Linked DNA regions of Mus musculus: region 1 is linked to region 2. A link is a contact called in public promoter capture Hi-C data. All regions are on one chromosome and are shown on one strand. Each heading gives the region's core, a stretch centred on a gene start, on an enhancer-like site or on the middle of the called end of the contact. The rest is flanking DNA. Distances are from core to core; before and after follow the strand shown.

Region 1 (6,956 bases), core at 2,499-4,998, 290 kb before region 2:
AAAATAGCTTAAGAATTGTATATTCAGGCTGGAGAGATGGCCCAGTGGTTAAGAGCACTGACTGCTCTTCCAGAGGTCCTGAGTTCAATTCCCAGCAACCACATGGTGGCTCACAACCATCTGTAATGGGATCTGATGCCCTCTTCTGGTGTGTCTGAAGACAGCTACAGTATACTCACATACATGAAATAAATAAATCTTAAAACTTTAAAGAAAAAAAAAAGAATTGTATATTCAAGTATATATATATATATGTGTGTGTGTGTGTGTGTGTGTGTGTGTGTGTGTGTCTGTGTGTGTTGTCAACCATATGAGGATATGAGACGAGGATATGAGATGTTCTACTAATGCAGAAAAGACTATGAGATGACACAGCATTATTCTTCAAACAACCCAATTCTCCCTCGCTAACTGGAGACATCAGCTCACAAATGCCGAATAAAAGGTTGTGCTCTCAATGGTGAGGTCCAGGTCACTCCTGTATACATATCCATCTTCTAATTGATGAAGTACTAATTTTGCCTATATCATCTTACGGTTGTGGCTTTTCCCCACAAACCTGATGCTCCTTCATTATCAAAGTGGTTACATTCATAACAGAACTTACCTAAGAAAAGCTCAGAAAAGAATTTTGCTCTGTGTCAACCATATTTCACTTTTCTCACCGTGGAAGGTTCAGGTCACTGAGAACCCAGTCAGACTATTCTCTGTGCTGCCAAAGCACCCTGCACATGACTTAATCCTAAGAAATACAATGCCGACCAGGGTTGCTACAGCCTGTCTTATTAAATCAATGATACTGGGTTGCTTATCTGTGCACACCTTTGAAGCCAGAATGTGGTTCACAACTGACGGTATGCCTAAGATACATTGGCTCTATGTGTAATAAGCTCAAGAAAGCAATCACTGCAAAGCACCTGCAGTGTTTGGTAGTCTTCATGACTAGACCCAGGATCCTGAGTACTTTAGTTAAGAGGCTAAAAATCTGTAGCCTGGACCATTCCTAAGGAGTTCTTAGCTTCCATGAGTGGTTAACACAGTTGGGTTTCATATTCATACTATGTTAACTTTGCAAAACTTGACTTTAACTCACCTCAAATAAGATTAAAAAACAAAAAAATAAACAACAAACAAACAAAACAGAGGTTTATTTTATTATTATTTTTGACTAAACAGTAAAACACATTTCTCTAAGTTGGGCCTGATGACACAGGCCGGTAACTTAACCTTCTTATGAACTGCTGAGGCAGGAGATCACAGGCTTTCTGGACTACATAGCAAGTTTAAAACCAACCTGAGCAACTCAGTGAGACCCCTCCCCAATGAAAATAAACAAAAGAGTGGGTGCCCACAAAGGGTGGAACAGGTGCTGGGAAGCAGGTCTCAGTGGTAGAGTGCTTGTCTGGTATGTGCAAGGTCCAATCGTCACAACATTAAGTGAAAACAAAAACAAAGCAAGTCAACCTACCCTTTTGGATACTACTGTGTACCTATAAGGGAGGCCATTCATAGAACAACCAATAGACAACCTTCTCGGCTTAGCCTAATGTGGGTGTTTAAAGGAAAATGGAATGGTCCCCACAGGCTCAGAAGTCTGAAGGTTTTGGCCCCAAGTGGAGCAATCATTCCTGAAGGATTAGAGGCAGACCCTCGTTGGAAGAGTTGTGCCACTGGGGGCAGGCCTGAAGGCTTCAAAAGCCTAATCCATTTTCAGCTGTCTACACAGGGATGTCTCCTGTACTGCTCCAGCATCATGCCTGCCACACCTCCCCCCACCCCACCCCCCCCAGGCCCCAATCATGCTCTCCACTGCGATGATCATGGATTCTAACCTCTGCAATTGTGAACCTCAAATTAAACATTTTGTTTTATAAGTTCCTTTGGTCCCAGTATTTTCTAATGGCAATAGAAAAGCATATAACAACAGATAGTAGCCCTCTGCAATTTTCATCTTTCTCACTATGACGTAACAAAGTCTTAAAAGCACCTAGGCTTTCAAACATCTACACTGACTTCTCTATTCCTCACTACACAGTCAAATTTCTTGTTTTGATTTTGTCAGCTCAGCTAGTTAAAGATCAAACCATTGACCAAAGCTTTAAAAAAAAATCCTATCAGACTTGGAAAATGATATGGACCAAACACCTCATTTAACAGACAAGGTGAGGCAATGTTCAATGCAGGGTAAAAATGAGTATAAGGATGAATTTGAAGGGGCAGAACTGTGACAACTCCGCTATGTCCATTTTATCCCTTTAATTCATAAAACAATGTCAACAAAACCCCGTATACTGGTAAGTATACTGGCAGGGTATTGCGGGAGAGTACACCTTCCACAAATACTATAAATACCTTTCTAAAATAGGGGTATTTACTATTTGCAGTTCACAGTTGCAGAGGGTAGAATCCATGACCATCACAGTGGAGCCCATGATGGGTGTGTGTGTGTGTGTGTGTGTGTGTGTGTGAGAGAGAGAGAGAGAGAGAGAGAGAGAGAGAGAGGGAGAGAGAGAGAGAGAGAGAGAGAAAGAGAGAGAGAGCTGGAGCAGTACAGGAGACATCCCTGTGCAGAGAGCTGATAATGGATTAGGCTTTTGAACCTTTCAAGCCTGCCCCATTGGCACACCTCCTCCAAGGAGGGTCTGCTTCCTAATCCTTCAGGAATAATTGCTCCTCTTGGGGATCAAGCATTCAAACAACTGAGCCTAAGTATCTCTACATTCAGAGTGCTCTGAAAAACTAGCCCTACTACACACCTCTTCTAGATGATACAACGTGGCAGCAACAATGCCAGCTGACAAGCAGCGAACTGAAAGCCACTATTGTAAAAGTTGTGTGCATATAGACACTTTCTCCTACAGATCTAACATCTGTTTTTATGTAAAACTCAAAAAAAAAAAAAAGGAAAAAAGGAGCCTGGTAATTATGATGTTTTTCTGCGGGAAAAAGGCTGAATCATTAATGATTTTGAAGTCCAAAACGTTCCACACGTGAACATTAGTCTGCATGGTCAGACCGGTGCACATACGGAGAGAGTGACCATTTTCCAACCGAGCGGCTCCTAGTCCCTTGTAGACACCTGACCTGCCCCTGTAACCGCCAACCTTCCCGCAGGTGGAGTCCTGGGTGCAAGGCACACAGACACAGCAGCAAAGCCGGGCGGCTCCGGGGAGCTCCGGGTCGGTCCATGCGCTGCGCGGCGCCGCGGACTCCAGCCTCGCAGTCCGACCGTGGGCCGCGCCGCGCCGGGCACTCCCCTCCCCGGCCCGCGGTGCCCGGAGCCCTGTTGACCCGCAGCCTACTGCATACTTGGAATCCACGGAGAACACGGCCCTCCTGAAGTTCAGCCGGCTGCCGCCGCAGCGAACCACGCGGACTCCCTCTTCTACCATCTTCACGCAGGCGCAGGAAGCACCGAGCACCGGCCGGATTACGAACTTCCTTCATAGGCCGACTGGCCTGGCCCTACTCTTCCGCCCGCGGCCCGCCTGGGCCTCTCTAGCCTGGAGACTCTATGGTCGGCTCCACGCCTACGCCGCCATCTTTAGTTTGGGCAGGGTCAAATTAAAACCCTTGTAGAAGGAGTAAAGCCCAACAGCCACGCACAAAGTTAAATCATACCAGATGCCGCTACAGCTATTCGATACAGAAGAGAGTTTTCTCTTCGGCCTCTTTTACCGGACTCTAAAGGTTCCGCCAGAAGCGGAAGTGAACATCCTTTCTCCTACTGAAGCCGTTGCCTTTTCTGTCACTGTGATTGAGCGACAGCAAGATGACGCAGTCACCCTACTCCTATCCCACCCCCCTCCGTTGCCTTTTTTTGGGAGGGGGCGGGGTTCAAAGAGCGTCTTCTTGCAATGGTAACTGAAGTGGGGCGCTTTAGCTCTTTATGGCGGTTCTATGAGCATCGCTAAGTTCCTGTAGCATCTACGCCACACTTGCCAATGCAGTTTCGACTCCAGAATAAAAGTACACCTTGGTGTCAGGGCTCCTGCAGTGATGTCCGGTTTGCTCCAGTTGTTCAGTTCCTGTTGTTCAGAAGCCCTGACTTCTGAGGATGTTGATTCTTTTTTTTTTTTTTTTTTAGGTATTTATTTCAGTTACATTTCCAATGCTATCCCAAAAGTCCCCCACACGCTCCCCCACCCACTCCCCCACCCTCCCACTCCCACTTCTTGGCCCTGCCGTTCCCCTGTACTGAGGCAGATAAAGTTTGCGTGTCCAATGGGCCTCTCTTTCCACTGATGGCCGACTAGGCCATCTTCTGATACATATGCAGCTAGAGCTCCGGGAGGTACTGGTTAGTTCATATTGTTGTTCCACCTATAGGGTTGCAGATCCCTTTAGCTCCTTGGTTACTTTCTCTAGCTCCTCCATTGGGGGCCCTGTGATCCATCCAGTAGCTGACTGTGAGCATCCACTTCTGAGGATGTTGATTCTTAACACTTTGTGTTTTGTATTCGAGGTTGCTGCATATCTGTGTTGAACCGTTCGTTTGTCAATATTTTCCATTGTGCTGGCTCTTAACGACCCCTAAGGAAGGGCATCTGATATCTTAACCCTAACAGGAGCAGATTCTTGATACATTTGAAATTCACCATAACTTTATGCTGATTCATAGCAGGAAAAATATAATCCTAAGGGTCAAAACATCTATAGATCTTTAGGCAGGAGAGAGAGAGAGAGAGAGAGAGAGAGAGAGAGAGAGAGAGAGAGAGAGAGAGAGACGATTAGTTTTTGTTGGGTTCATAGTTTGGGGAGACAGAGCTAGACAGGAAGATACTGATTCTGTTTTTATCTCAAATTTAAAGAGTTTCTTTTTCATAATTATGGTATGCTTTTTCATAGTGGAAGAACATAGTGAGCTTAACCCCCCATCCCACCCTAGACTCTTGATGTCTAAGTAATACATCCTTTAAACTTGGAAACTTTGAGATCGGATATATGCTTATTATATTCTGAGACAATGAAGAAAATAAATGATCAAACTAGTTTTTACTTCAGTTGTTTTACTGTTTGGTGAACTTCGTTTAAATTAAGAAAGAATGAGGCTTTCTGATTGGACAAAGGCTAGTTGGACTACTAAACTCGTGAAAGGATTCTTTCCATGCAAAAATTTAATCTACTAACATTTCCAATAAAATTATAATTTGTGTTTTTATTTCTTTTTGCATGAACATTTAGGAACCAAATTTTCTCTTGACAGCTTAATATTTATCATTTCCTCCTCCTCCTCCTCCTCTTCCTCTTCCTCTTCATCCTTCTCTTCATCCTCCTTTGCATAGAACAGGAACACTGTTGGTGCTAGTGCACTGGTTGAGTAATGTCTTCTTATACTTTGATTTTTCTGTTTTGTCATTGTATTAGTCAGGGTTCTCTAGAGTCACAGAACTTATGGGTAGTCTCTATATAGTAAGGGAATTTGTTGATGACTTATAGTCTGTAGTCCAACTCCCCAACAATGGTCAGCAGCAGCAGTGAATGAAAGTCCAAGAATCTATCAGTTGCTCAGTTCCACAAGGCACACAGGGGAAGAAGAGAGAATTTTCCTTCTTCCAATGTCCTTATGTAGGTCTCCAGCAGAAGGTGTGACCCAGATTAAAGGTGTGTACCACCACACCTGGATCTGCAACTTGCTTTGTCGCATGCTGACCTTGAACTCACAGATTTCCTTGCCTCAGTCTCCTGGGATTAAAGGCCTGTACTACCTTGCCTGGGGCAAAGTTTTTCCACAGCCACTATGCCTTAAGATTTTCCATGCCAAGATCCACGTCAGAAACTTGTATCTCCCAGCCTCAAGATCAGGATCACAGATGAGCCTTCCAATTCTGGTTTGTAGTTCATTCCAGATATAGTCAAGTTGACAGCCAGGAATAGCCTTTAACTAAAGACGAACATATTAAAGTAACTCTGTGATGTATATGCTAGTGCTAGATACAAGTGGGGAAACATTTCAATAAATGTCTGTCTTTCTAGAAGACACCTAGCATAGCACGGTTGGGAAGTTGATACAAAATATAAAGGTGTGAGTAGTGTGTTGGGTACACTCTATTATGAATGATGCTATTTCAGACTTAATAATGGGAGCAGTTACTTCAAAAGAAAATCAACCCAAAGAGGCCAACCTACAGAATCTTCAAGGAACTGGGGTGCTTCATAGTACCAGTCACAGATTAAGAGACCCGCCCTTCTTCTCTGTAAGATATATTTTCAGAAAAGCTAATATGAGGATAATTCTAACTGTCATTATTACAACATGTTTAAGTATCATCTGTGTAGTATAGTAGCAGTCGCAAGTATGTATTTTCAATTCTAGACCTTATGGCCATGTGTTTTTATAATTACTTGTCAGTTTTGTTTTAGGTGACAGAAGAGAATCCCCCAGTTTTCATCTTCTTTTATTTAGTTTATTCTCTGTGTTAACTGGGCATGGTGGCTCACGCCTTTAATCCCAGCACTTGGGAGGCAGAGGCAGGCAGATTTCTGAGTTCGAGGCCAGCCTGGTCTACAAAGTGAGTTCCAGGACAGCCAGGGCTACAGAGAAATCCTGTCTCAAAAAACAAACAAACAAACGAAAACAAATCAGCTTTCACAGTGATGAATAAAATGTATAAATTATAACAAAATAAATATTTTATAAGAGAGCATCTAACTCATAACATTCATATTACAATAGTTAAATGTTATAGGGCTTTTATTTATTTATTTATTTTTATTACATATTTTCTTCAATTACATTTCCAATGCTATCCCAAAAGTCCCCAATACCCCCCCCCCCACTTCCCTACCCACTCATTCCCATTTTTTTTTTTTTTTTTTTTTTTGTTTTTGGCCCTGGCGTTCCCCTGTACTGGGCATATACAGTTTGCGAGTCCAATAGGCCTCTCTTTCCAGTGATGGCCGGCTAGGCCATCTTTTGATACATATGCAGCTAGAGTCAAGAGCTCCGGGGTACT
Region 2 (7,264 bases), core at 2,143-4,642:
TTCCAAGTCCTTTTATATAGGCTCCCAGCCGAAGTTATGGCTGATAGTTAGAGAGAGTTTTCCCCCCGTAAGTAATACACACAAGAAAATTTCTTACAGGTATGTCCGAGCTTTTTGGGTTTAGTTGATTCTAGATGCAGTTAAGTTGACATCTAAGATTAACTATCAGATTTACAAAGGAGAGAAAGAACAAAATGTCCCAAGAAAAATTGAAGGGATAAAATGGATAGAGAGGGAGAGATCAACTCTAAAGAGTGCTAATTAATATATATATATTTTACCCTAAGATTAGAACATGGTGTTAGGTAGGTTAAGGAAGAGTCAGCAACCAACAATAACATTTACTTTGAGATTAATCATTGCACAAGTAGAAGCTTAAAAGTACTAGTCAAGCAAACTTGACCAGTTAAGCTTCTTTTCAGTGTACTTTTTATATATAATTCGAAAACCAGTAATAAGCTTTTAGGATTGTTATAAGAACTGCTGCAGATTCACTGAAGTACTTGTAGTGTGTGGATTGCTGAGGTGTTTCATGGGAACTGAGCCTGATTTCTGATGCCCCTACTCCAACAGTGATGGCTTGTGTTCATTCTCAGCTTTTCTTAAGACTAAGAAACAATGGCACTTTCCCAGAAATTCAACTACATCCATTAAACTGGTGTCACCTGTGTACATTCTGTGGTCATTTTTGTATAGGATCCTAATAAGAAACATGGAACAAAAGCTCTAGCTGAAAAAATTCAGTTTCTGGCTTGATAGAAACAGATGGCAAAGCTCATGGAGAATTACATTTAGATACTGAATTATCTCAGCCCCAGGAAAATATTTCCTTGGTCTTACTTTACAGACTTCTGCTGTGATCCAGAGATGTTAGAAACTGTGTGAGACTGAGAAAAGTTTTCATTGTGTTTTGAATTTTCCCCATGAGAGTTGTTTTCATAGTTAAACTTAAGTCACCTATATTGATAAGCATATAGAAACTGTTATAACAGGAAATGGAAGTGGATAGGAGCACGTGATGGGGATTAGGTGTGCTTTCTTTGGACAGATCTTGTAATCTTAGCTCACCAGTTTTGAACTTTCAGCCTGCAAATAGTTTCCAAGAGTTGTAGATTCTCTACAAACATCTGTTATCTCAACACTCCAGTGAAGATTACAAGATACACAAAAAGTTGGCCTACTTTTGGAGCCTGTTGTTGTTGTTGTCTAAAATGGTCTCATTAGTAGAAGAAAACTGGTAATCTCAGAGAGGACTATGTTTTTTTTTCCTGTATTTATTTATTTTTCTGTAACTCCCATTGAGTATTTAATGAAAGTATTTAATGAAAGCCTTTTTTCTATCTTCCTTTCATATCTTCTTTTTACAAATTCATGGCCTATTTCTCCATTGTTGTTACATACACACACACACACACACACACATATATATATGCACATATATACTCATATCTAGTTCTAAGTGTATGGATGCAACCTGCTCTGTCTATATCATGCTACCTTGCATTTATATTTTCAGGGCTCACCATCTGATATTGAATAACCAGTCATGTACTACTCTCTGGGGAAGATTATTTCTCCTGTGCTCAGCATTCCTTGGTTGCCCGTACTTCTCTATGTAGAGTTGGAGCCTTCTGGTCCTTCCTCTAACCAGTTTGGCATACAGTTGCTTCTTATTTCAGCTCATGGTGAGGCAGACATGGTGGTGAGATTTTATGAGTATACGCATAAAATTCTGACATTGTTAGGATTCCTTTGTCCTTACAGACTTTCTACCTCCTCTTCCTCAATGTTCTCTGAGCCTTAGGTTCAAGAGTAGTTTGATAAATGTATCCATTGAGACTGGGCTACACAATTCTGCATTTTAATTGATTGTGGTTTTCTGAAGTGATTTTCATCTGTTGCAAAACAATGTTCCTTTGATGAGGGATTAACAAGAGCTTTTACATCAGGGGCTTTTTCAGCTATTATTCAAAGAATTAGAAGAAATTTGATTTTTGTTCCTTATTTAGCCCATTCATTAAGTATGAGCAAGACAGCCATGGGAACAGCAGTGTGTTGGTGAACGAATTCACTAAACAAAGGCAGGTCTTGGTGACAAGTTATTTTCAATGATACAGGGCTAGAAAGTTGTTTTTGGAACTTCTCCAGAGTTTAGTTCCACCTCTCAATTTAAAGCATCTTGGATTTCTTTATTAAGGAAATTAAATAGTAAATGAAGCCTCATATACCTATTTTAATTTATACTATCCCTTTTCTTTGCATTTATTTGGGGTTTAGTTAATTCCACACATAGCTGTATATATTGTTTGTATTTTTTTGTTTCACGTAGATATATTTTTTCAGCATTTGCATACACATGTTCCTTAAAGGTGATGGATGCTGACTTTGTTTCTAGTCTGCCATAATCCTTCCTCTATTCAGTGTGTCTCAGAGCACCTGTTCAGTGCTGAGTAACTATGAACAATTGAGTCACACATGACATGTTATGTGGGGCTTGATCCAGATCCCCCAGAACGCACACTATCAAATGAATTAGACTGTCAAAAACACTGAGGGCGTTTAAATCTGTCAAGCTTGAGTAGCACACAAAGTTAATGCCTTGCTCTTTACAGAAATATGCAGCTAGGACTACCACATTCCGTGGAAAGCTGGTGTGGGGTTCATAACAGCATCATTCACTTTTATGTAGCTCTTTGTAATTTAGAATCTAGTTAACAGCATATTGCTCAGTTTAGTGTCACCAGATCCTGCACACTGGTCAGGCCAAAGCCCCTTTTCTAACAACAACAACAAAAAAATTTGGACAGTTAAGGACTATGTATAAATTCACAAAATTGGTGAGTTGGCAGATCTGATATTGGAACCTACCCTTTCTGAGACTTAAACCAGTGTGTTTTCCTCCCTCCACAAGCTTAGTGAACATATTTGTTTTTTAACACAATAGCATGCTCTGTGACGAGGAGAACGTATAGATGTGCCTACTAAAAAGATGTGGAAATAACTCAATGTAAAGTATCTCAAGTTCATTTTGTATTGGCCATATTCTGCCTCCTTTCTTCCACAATCTTCTCAGAGCATAGGAGAGGGAGGAGGATGAAAATTGGGACAAGAATCCTTCCTCCATTGCCAAAAGAAAGGGTTAAAAAAGTGACGTTTTAAAGGCTTAAGTGGCAAAGAGAATTCTGAATTATTTAAGTGCAAAAGAAAAAAAAATCCACTAAAAGGCTGTAATCCTCCCTAAAGTTTTTTTAGTGTCTCTGGAAAAAGTCAGTGGGTGTGTGTCTGGGGAAGGGTTGGGGAGGGTGGATCAGACTCCTTCTAATAGGCTTTCTTTAAAAAAAGAAGAAAAGAAAACACACACACACTCAAACAGAAGGAGAAATAAAAGTTTGTCTCTGTTGAGAAGCTTCCTCTGTGCTTAAAATCTACAAGAAGCACTGAAAACTCAAGTCGCAGAGGCGCGCGCTCTGATTTGGTTGTTTACCATCAATCAGACGGTTGCTTGGCAGACACTGGATGGTTATGAGCCTGAACAAGCTGAAAGGGGCAGGAAAAGAAGTGGAGGCAGCATTCTTCCTATTTAAAGCTGCACCGCTTGAAAAAAGTTTTCGCAGACTGTGCCGGACCTGGTGCTGAAACAGACTGAGGCAGCGCGGGGACTGGTGCTGAAAAAGAGCCCCCAGCGGAATTCATGGTGCTACAGTGACCTCAGTATCTACTCTTCGATCCCAGGAGGACCCACATGTCTCATATTTAGACATGATGGCAAACTGGGTGGGAGCAAGACCTCTCCTCATTCTTTCTGTTTTATTAGGGTACTGTGTCTCAATAAAAGCCCAGGAACAAGAGAATGGTGAGTTTGCCTTTTGCTTTGCTTATGGTGTTTATGGCTTGGTTTGGGAACTAGATGGAATGTTAAGCTTCAGGAAGAGGATAAAGAGAAGACTCTGGTTTGAAGTTTGAGAAGGGGGCTCTAGGATTTGTAGCTTGGCTCTGGAGACTAGGCACATTTGCAAATCCGGAGCTTCTGTGCGTGCCCTGGCAAAAAGTGGGCTTCTGACATCCTGTAAGAGCCAGGATATCACCAGTCTTTTTTTTTTTTTTTTGCCGGAATGTAAGAGTGGGACGTTTAAAAGAAAACAAGAGTGCTTAAAACGGAGCCCCGGAGGCACTTTTAGTTAGAGGTCTGTCCTGTGGGCAGGCGCTTTCCAAGCAGGGAAAGCCGCTGCAGCAGAAGCTGGGCAGGGTGGAGTCTTTCCTGTGTGAACTTCAGCAGCTTCATGAAAGTCTTTGTTTAGAAAAACCTCTCCAGCAGGCAAATCCGATAGTTCGGAATTTCCTTTGTCTTTGCTCTTTATCCTCCCCTCCTAAAGTTTTCATCTCTGATCTTAAAATCGGGTTTGCCTACAGAGAGGGAGTCAAGTTTATTTCTCCATGACAGACTCTGATAGAAACCAGATTTCTTAAATTTCTGTGCTTTCCCACCCTACTGACTTGATTATCAGGACAGCATGGTTCCTGGGTGGATGGATGAAGGCAGGAAATTCTACTTGGAACAGAGTATTAAGAAGGACTTTCCCCTTAGACCCTTCCTTTCTCCCTTTCTTCTTCTCTTCCCCCGTTCCTTCTATTTTCTTTTCTTTTAAGGCATATCTTGCTTGGTTACTGTTTTGTTTTGTTTCCCCTATGTGATTTACATATGTTAGTGCTGGGATGTATTGTTAAGCAAAATGGCGTGGCTGCTATAGAATAAAACTTAAAAATAAAATAAAATGGGCCTCGTTGATATTAACGTTAACTTTTGAAGGTTGAAGTGTCAGAAACAGATACATTCTCATTGTAAGAGGCCAGCATAGATCTGAATCTCTGTTAGCATCACACTCAAGCTTCCAAAACTTAGCAATGTGCTAATCGTGTCTGTAACTGTCTTTCTCCTGTGTATATCCAGCCATCTGTACGAATATGTTTTCTGCCTTTCTGATTTTTTTTTCTCTAAAAATATTTAGAAACTGTGTTTAGCAACTGTAAGTTGTAGAAATCCCAAGGTTCTGGAGATAAAATTCAAGTCTGTCAGCAGCCCCATAGAGGGAGCACTTTTCTAAAATCTTAAAACTTTAAAATCAGTTTCTATGCTTCATAACGTGAGGAAACTTATGAAGGGTGAAACTTGCGTTTCCTCATAATGTCATGAAAAGTCTGTGCTGTTCGCAAACGCAAAGAACAAAGAAGTTAGGAAAGAGGAGAGCACATAGCAGCGTTAAGATAGAAGCAAAATGTCTGAGTATCAATGAATCTGTCCACTCCCCTCCCCTACCAGAAGACTAACTCTAAAATATCTATACAGACTTTATTCTCAATTTATGTTAAAATGATGTGCTTAATTTTTGTAATGTACAAAAGTAATCGAACATGTGTGTAAATGAAAGATGTAAGATGTTCAAAAGTCTTAGAAGGTAGGTCATGTGCTAAAACTCTTGTCTAAGTCATTGCATTTATTCTGTAGGTCTTACTGAGAAATGAGGGGTTTACTGTTCTCTAAGATTAATTTTCATACATTAAGAATAGGTGGCTTGGTTCAGAAAGTCTTTGGGCCAACCCTCCTTTTTTTCCTTAGTGTCATTAAATAGCAGAGAAATTCAAACCTCAAACCAAAGATTTTTGCCAAGAAAGTAAATTCTCTCAGATTTTACAAATATTAATTCAAATAGATGTAATGAAAATTAATAGCATAAACCTGAATGTATGAGTAAGGAAAATATTGATGACTCAGTAATCTAGTATATCCACAGCTTACATTTCCCATGATACTGTGTGGACACTTCTTATACTTCATTTACCCGATTATAATATAGCCAAAAATTTTTGAACTTGCGAAAGAGTCATTGTGGGAAATGTTCTATATTAAGGAAAAGTCTAAGGCTTATATGTCAAGAATATACAATTTTCAAATCATTGCTAAATCTAGCATGGGTTGTGGTATTTCCTTTGTATTCCATTTAATACACGTTGCAGAAATATGACACTGTGTGTAAGTATGTACTTATAAGCTTAGCCTTTTCCTTCGTCGGCCTGATGGGAACACACGTGGATGCTAAGATAGAGTAAGTAAAGATTTAGACATTTCTGGATAAAATACAATGACCTTTCACTAAAGTCTAACAATTGATTTGGATTTTAAAAGATTGTTAGTAACTAAAAAGAAAGAGTTTGGGAGTTAGGCTCACATTAGTTGAAAGTATAATGTAGTCAGAATCAGACCCAACATGATAAAAACAGCTTTTCAAGACCTCTCTCTCTCTCTCTCCCTCTGATGTGTATTGTGTAGGGAGGCCTTGGAATGTCCTAAATTTGTTTGTTTGTTTCTTTTTTTTTCTTTTCTTTTCTTTTTTTTTTCTTTTTTGGTTTTTTGAGACAGAGTTTCTCTGTATAACCCTGGCTGTCCTGGAACTCATTCTGTAGAACTGGCTGGCTCGAACTCAGAAATTTGCCTGCCTCTGCCTCCCAAGTACTGGGATTAAAGGCATGTGGCACCACACCCAGCTGCCCACATCTGTTTCTTGTAAAAGAAAAATGCTAGACTATTTACAGTAAAAATTTATTTCCAAATCAAACTGTAACATCTAGGGAGCTATGCACATTTTTGTTACTAATTTAGGCATACTCAATCTTTGGGAATGATCTTTGTTATGAATCAATTTTATTCAATACCCCATGAGTGATGGAGAGAGAAAGTTTAGAAGGAGATATGCATGAACTGTGCACTTCAGTTTTTTCAGAAGCCAGGCATGTAACACAAGAAGTGATACAATAGCTTTGTGTATTAGCAGTTTGATGGGACTTGTAGAAAACTGAAGACACAAACATGGCCACTTTAAACTTTCCAAATTAACAATCATCTAAAAGTATTGCATAAGCCAAATTCATTATGTCTAAGGGCCAAATCTGGCTCATGGACTACAAATAATCAATACCCATGTTGCAGCCCTATACTGATATTTGGTCCCAAGCCAACTACTAACTAGGAAGAGAAAATGTGCACACAGGATTTTTAATATTGTGGTGTCTTACATTTTTATGATGCTATATTTGTGATTTATCTTGTAAGAATATAAATAGGAATCATTCGATTATGACATTCAGAAGTATTTAGATAACAGCATTAGATACTTTGTACTTAGCATCATTTCAAGGGAGGCACAGAGAAACAGAGAATGAATATATATAGTTTAAGATATTTACGTTCATAGATTGTTCTACACTTACT

Evidence for each region. Promoter capture Hi-C pulls out the DNA fragments that hold promoters and counts their contacts.
Region 1: a contact with region 2 is called in a promoter capture Hi-C map of embryonic stem cells, with 6 times the contacts expected there. The contact joins the promoter of Wdr75 here to the promoter of Col5a2 in region 2. A contact is called at or near these places in 11 of 39 promoter capture datasets (the 3T3-L1 cell line, 3T3-L1-derived adipocytes, the HPC-7 cell line and 6 more).

What each region holds. Positions count from the first base shown.
Region 1 is chr1:45,791,958-45,798,913 of GRCm38.p6, reverse strand. Wdr75 (WD repeat domain 75) reads right to left here and starts at 3,748. Exons shown (of 21, transcript NM_028599.3): 1 at 3,310-3,748. The coding sequence starts at 3,392.
Region 2 is chr1:45,499,410-45,506,673 of GRCm38.p6, reverse strand. It overlaps Col5a2 (collagen, type V, alpha 2), which reads left to right and starts at 3,392. Exons shown (of 54, transcript NM_007737.2): 1 at 3,392-3,853. The coding sequence starts at 3,760.